Linked DNA regions of Danio rerio: region 1 is linked to region 2. A link is a contact called in public Hi-C data. All regions are on one chromosome and are shown on one strand. Each heading gives the region's core, a stretch centred on a gene start, on an enhancer-like site or on the middle of the called end of the contact. The rest is flanking DNA. Distances are from core to core; before and after follow the strand shown. Region 1 overlaps stard13b (StAR related lipid transfer domain containing 13b). Region 2 overlaps stard13b (StAR related lipid transfer domain containing 13b).

Region 1 (2,799 bases), core at 198-2,697, 38 kb before region 2:
GTATCAATGGTTCTGGCTGGTGGTGTTGGTGGTGTTATGGTGTGGGGGATATTTTTCTGGCACACTTTGGGCCCATTAGTATTTATTGCGTGTTGTGTCAATGCAACAGCCTACCTGAGTATTGTTGCTGACCATGTCCATCCCTTTACGATCACAATGTGCCCATCTTCTGATGGCTACTTCCAGCAGGATAATGTACCATTTCTAAAGCACAAATAATCTCATACTGGTTTTTAAAAATAACAATGAGTTCACTGTATACAAATGGCCTCCACAGTCACCAGATCTCAATCCAATATAGCACCTTTGGGATGTGGTGGAATGGGAGATTCACATCATGGATGTGCAGCAAACAAATATGAAAAAAAAAAAACTCTGAAAAATATTTCCTGTACCTTGTTCAATCTATGCCACGAATGATTAAGGCAGTTCTGAAGACAAAAGGGGGTCCACTGCAGTACTAGTAAGCTGTACCTAATAAAGTGGCCGGTGAGTGTAAATGACCTGTTTTTTATTGTAACATGACAAAGCTGAATTTGTACAGTAGTATAATTACCATGTTTAGTTAGAAAGTATTATAATACTGATTTGGTGCTTAAAGTCATTTCTTATTTCTATTAGCAATATTGAAATTAGCTGCTGATTAGTTGTGCGCAAAATCATGAATGTTTGGTGAACGGAAATCGTTAGTAAAATTAATCGTTTTTAATGTCTTTGCTGCCTGATTTGATCAATTCAACGCACACTTTGCTGAATAAAAGTAATTTTTAATTTTTAAAAATTGTGTAATGGTAGTGAATAGTAGAAAAATAAGCTATTTTTATTGTGCAGAATTACTTGACTTTGTTGTAATAATAGCTCGCTCCAGATAGATAGATAGATAGATAGATAGATAGATAGATAGATAGATAGATAGATAGATAGATAGATAGATAGATAGATAGATAGATAGATAGATAGATAGATAGATGAACGGACGGATGGACAGATAGATGGATAGATAGATATTCCTATAAAATCACCACAATCATTCTAAATAGTAAGTTTTTTTTTCCATATAGAGCTTTTTAATTCATCTGGTGAAAATGTTTTCTTATTGCATTATAGCAGAAAAGAAAAAATATGGCAATGTCAGTTTTCTCCAATGTCACACTGCCCAAAAATATTACACGCTCTTACTACGATTCCGAAACATCATTCAAATCTCCTGCCCAGCTATTTTCAAAATAATCACTTAACAGCTATCAAGGGCCACAGAAAAGATGGATTACAGCAACATTTAGCCGGTTTTGCCATATAAAGTTACGCTGAAAGAAAAGAACAGATTCCTCAAAGCAGAGAAGACTCATAAAAGTGACGCGGCTTTGACATTTTCAATGGGAGATTGAGTTCAAGCAGAATTCAGAGGAGACAGCAGAAACATTTCACCGTCTGCTGGAGCGAATCGTGAGCACCTGCTGGTTTTATCTGGCTCCTGCCCACATTCAGCGGCCCTTCCCAGAAACCCACAGAGTAAATATTATGCCGATAACTTTTCTTTCCACTGGGCTGTGTTGATATCTTCAGCTCTCTGAGTTGTGGAGTCGTCAGTTTCTCTCTCTCTGCATGGAGGAGGCTTTATTACACTTGCAAAAACTAAGAATTGTTTTGGGCAGTGAAATATAGAGTCTTTTATAAAATGTCATCATAGATTGTAAATCTTATTTTAAGCTGACTGGTCTTGATTGATCTCAGCAAGTAAATTTGATCACATTTTAAGCTACATTACATTTCAGCTACTATACTCAAAACACTATTCAATGTTCAAACTTATTTAAAATAAGCTGAAACGACACGACTCCTGAGATTTTTCTTGGGACAACTTGTTGTTTTATGTTCGATTCTCTTATCTCTTACATTCTGAAAATGTAGCCCTATATACATTTCTGGAGATCGCAAATTATGTAGACAGAAGTACATATTGCTGCATTTTGTCTTTAAAACGAATGCTACAGGGCGGTATGATGCCGTTCCTTTTCATGCTTACCAGCTCCGTATGGACGGCTTTCCTGCTAATACCAGTTTAACTAGTTAGCTCATCGTGTACATTAGCGGACTTCAGATGCAGATCAAAGTTGACCACGATGACGGGGTTCGAGTCCAGCTAAGAACAGTTCCAGAAATCAGGTAAGACAAAAACAGAAGCCAAAAAATAAAATACACAAGTAAATAACACGATGAGAATGTGGTAAAAATCAGGCGAGGGCTTTAATTTTTCTGGATTGCTTTTTAAAACTGTCGGTTGGATTTAAGGGAAGTGGGTGGGCGGGTCAATCTGTGCTTTTGAAGACCCTTTTGTTAGGGTTTAGGGAAAGAGGAAGGTCAGTCGATCCGTCAATCAGTCAGTCGACAATCAGTTGACAGCGGCCTCTGGTGGATTTATGCAAGAACAGCAGGCCTATTGGCACTCATGAGAGAAATCGGCCTCTTTTCGATTTGCGAAAACAGAAACTGTAAGAAAATATTGCTCCAGAAATGTTTACAGGGGTAAGTTTTCAGAATGAGCCTGGGTTGTACATTTGTCAACACCAATTAACTTAATTAAATTGGTTTGTGTTGTTACAACATCAATGAATTGGGTGGAACCCTGATTTTTTTACAGTGTAGAATAATGTGACAGCTTTAAAGCAGTTTTTCAGATTCAGAATGCTGCTGCTAATCATAATAATAAGAACACACTTAAAAAAAAAAAAAACCTGAAAAATCCATTAAATTAAATGTACCCTAAAAAATCTAAATAAAAGTCTAATGTATAAAGTA
Region 2 (2,988 bases), core at 42-2,541:
TCTATCCATCCATGCATCCGCCCATTCATCCACCTATTCATCCATCCATTTTTTCTTACATCCACCCTTTTTTTCACCCACCTATCCATCCTTCCATCCATCCATCCATCCATCCTTCCATCCATCCATCCATCCATCCATCCATTCATCCATCCATCCAACCATCCGTTCATCCTTTGCTCAATCCATCCATCCATCCATTATTCTTTTGTTTCATCACCCATCACTCTTTCAATCCATCCATCCATCCACTCATTCATCCACCTATTCATTCATCCGTTTTTTCTTTTATCAACCCATAATTTTTTTATTTCACCCATCCATCCATCTATCCTTTGCTCCATCCATCTATTATCTTTTCCTCCATACATACATCCATCTATCCATCCTTGCATCTACCCATTCATCCACCTATTCATCCATTCATCTTTTCTTACATCCACCCTTCATTCTTTTATTTCACCCAGTTTACTTACTTTCATTTTTTTTCAATGTTTGAAATGTCTCTTTTTTGGTAAACTGTTTCTTTAAGTTAACAAATAGGATGCCAAAATGTATGTTAGGCACTTGGATTCACTCTTACACTCCACCCAGCCATAAGAAAACACTAGCAAGAGTGACCTCGAATAATGCTTCGCGTTAGTGAGGTTGGTGGATGAAAGCAGACAGTCAGCAGGCGTCCTTGAATGGAGCAGACGAGTGTGTTACAACAGCTGCACCAGTCTTGTTTGAATTCATTTCAGGACGAAAACATACAGAGCGACTTATGACCCAGCGAGCTTTATCAGCAGTCAACAAGTGTTTTTCACCCTCAAAATCAATGAGCTCTCACTGTGTGCCTTTGAACATTTTTTTTACCCAAGTGAAGAGGTTAGATACTTGGAAATCAGAATCAGACATGGCTTTTTTTGGCTTATAGTATGAACTAGACATCCTGCATCAACATTATGCCATTAAGGAGAGTCATTAAAATGGCAAACGTAGTCACTGTCTATGACTTTTCATCATTTTAAAAATTTTTATTATCCTTGATTCCATTTAAACACGTACCTACTGTTTTCCGTCATAAGATGAAACTCATTTGGAAGCCATGAGATGGTCAGGAAATGAGTATGACCAAAAAAAGCCCAGCTGACCTAATCTCTGTTGTTTTTGCCAACCGTGAAGGCAGCGGTTCTTCCAAATGTTTTGTCAGAAAGAAGAATTTATTGCATCTTATCTGGAGGGCTGCTTTTGTGCGTACTTCCTAGTGATTGTAATTTCCTTTGGCCCACGTCCCAGCTGTGATTCTCTACGGGCAAAACTGAAAGAAAGGCACACGATGATGACGATGTGAGATTAGTGAGTGGCACCTCTCTTTAATAATAACTCCTGACTATTGTATGTCGGATGTCAAGCATTAGGGGTTCCTGAATCACCAACGCTCTTGTTAATTAAAACCTAGGCTGCGAAATAATAGACGAGGATTCCCACACTGTTTCCATCATGACCCAGGGCTTTTCCCTGCAGAGCCATGTTTTGCTGTGCCAGCAGTTGAGTTTTGATTATTGTGGTGTTAAAAGCTGTTGGTATTTGTTTTAAAGTATATAATTTATAATTTAAAATATTCTATAAATGTCTAAATAGTGTAAATAAATTTTTATTCTAGTTTTCTTTTAGTTTATTTTGATTTAAATTTAGCTACATGACACTTTTACCTAGAATAACTCTAAAATATATACACTTTCTAATTTTTCTCAGAATTGTTGACAACAACAGTTGCATCATTTCCCCTACATTTTGCAATAGATTGTGATATTGATAGTTCTTGCGATATTTTTCTTAACACTCTTTCTGTGTCCTAATTCGCATACTTATTGTCACAGAGGAGATGCTGACAACAGAGTGCGGATCCAAATGCAGGATTTATTTTAAAGAGAATGGTCAGGCAGGCAGTGATCACAATCAGGAGCAAACAGATGTTTACAGGGAATCCCGAGTCATGGTCAAATAACAGGCGAATGGTCAGTACAGGCAGGCAGCAGACAACATAAACAAACAAACAAGGCAATGAAAACGCGTCGTAATGTTAACTTGACAGATAAACAACACTCAGCCAAGTCTGTGTGTTTGTGTGCTGTATAAATAGTCCAACTAATCAGTCTTTGAGCAGCTTTAGCTGCGTGAGTGTAATCAAACGGGATCAGGAACCTGTGTGTGTGTGTGTGGTGCGTGACTGGAACTTGTAGTTCTTGAAATGACGGATTTGTAGTTCATTAGCGATCTGTGTGTATAGCAGCTATCTGCACAGGCTGGATCGCTGGTGACGGTGACACTTCTAGATATTTGTTAATAGTCATTCAAGCAACTTTACCGAACCATCTCTACTTATACACCTTCCTTTCTTCATGTGTTCAATACTTTTTCCCTGTGTCATTCTATGTTATTACACAAAACTTGATTTGTAATCTAATTAGTTTAGTTTAGCACCTTTAAAGATATATTTTCTAAGAAAAATGGTGACATGTCCTTTTTTCTTATTGAATTTTCAGTTCTTTAGCCAATAGCATAACATCACCTACTGTGGAGTTGTGCAACCCAAATAGATGGATGGATGGATAGATAAAAACTGTGACCGTGGAGAGTAAACAACATTTATTCATTCATTTTCCTTCGGCTTAGTCCCTTATTTCCTTATTTATCAGGGGTCACCACAGCGGAATGAACCACCGACTATTCCAGCAAATGTTTTACGCAGTGGATGCTCTTCCAGTTGTAACCCAGTAAACACTCTTATTCATATATGCATTTATACTCTATGGCCAATTTAATTCATCCAATTAATCTATAGCACATGTCTTTGGACTGTGGGGTAAACAGGAGCACTCTGAGGAAACCCAAACAAACGCGGGGAAAACATGCAAACTCCATACAGAAATGCCAATTGGCCCACCCGGGACTCGAACCACTGACCTTCTTGCTCTAGTCACCTTTGCTGTGGTCTTATCA

The links. Hi-C and Micro-C count contacts between places; a contact is called where the count stands out from the background.
Region 1: a Hi-C map of embryo shows a contact between it and region 2, with 1.5 times the contacts expected there. The contact joins two enhancer-like sites. A contact is called at or near these places in 2 of 18 Hi-C or Micro-C datasets (caudal fin and embryo).

Annotation. Positions count from the first base shown.
Region 1 is chr15:36,156,224-36,159,022 of GRCz12tu, reverse strand. All of the region lies in intron 5 of stard13b (StAR related lipid transfer domain containing 13b), which reads left to right. Among named protein-coding and RNA genes, the nearest start is that of nbeab, 79 kb to the right of the region's middle. Within about 2 kb of position 1,447, at least 13 of the 62 cell types and tissues checked have an H3K27ac peak or open chromatin away from gene starts, as enhancers often do.
Region 2 is chr15:36,117,749-36,120,736 of GRCz12tu, reverse strand. All of the region lies in intron 5 of stard13b (StAR related lipid transfer domain containing 13b), which reads left to right. Among named protein-coding and RNA genes, the nearest start is that of nbeab, 40 kb to the right of the region's middle. Within about 2 kb of position 1,291, at least 8 of the 62 cell types and tissues checked have an H3K27ac peak or open chromatin away from gene starts, as enhancers often do.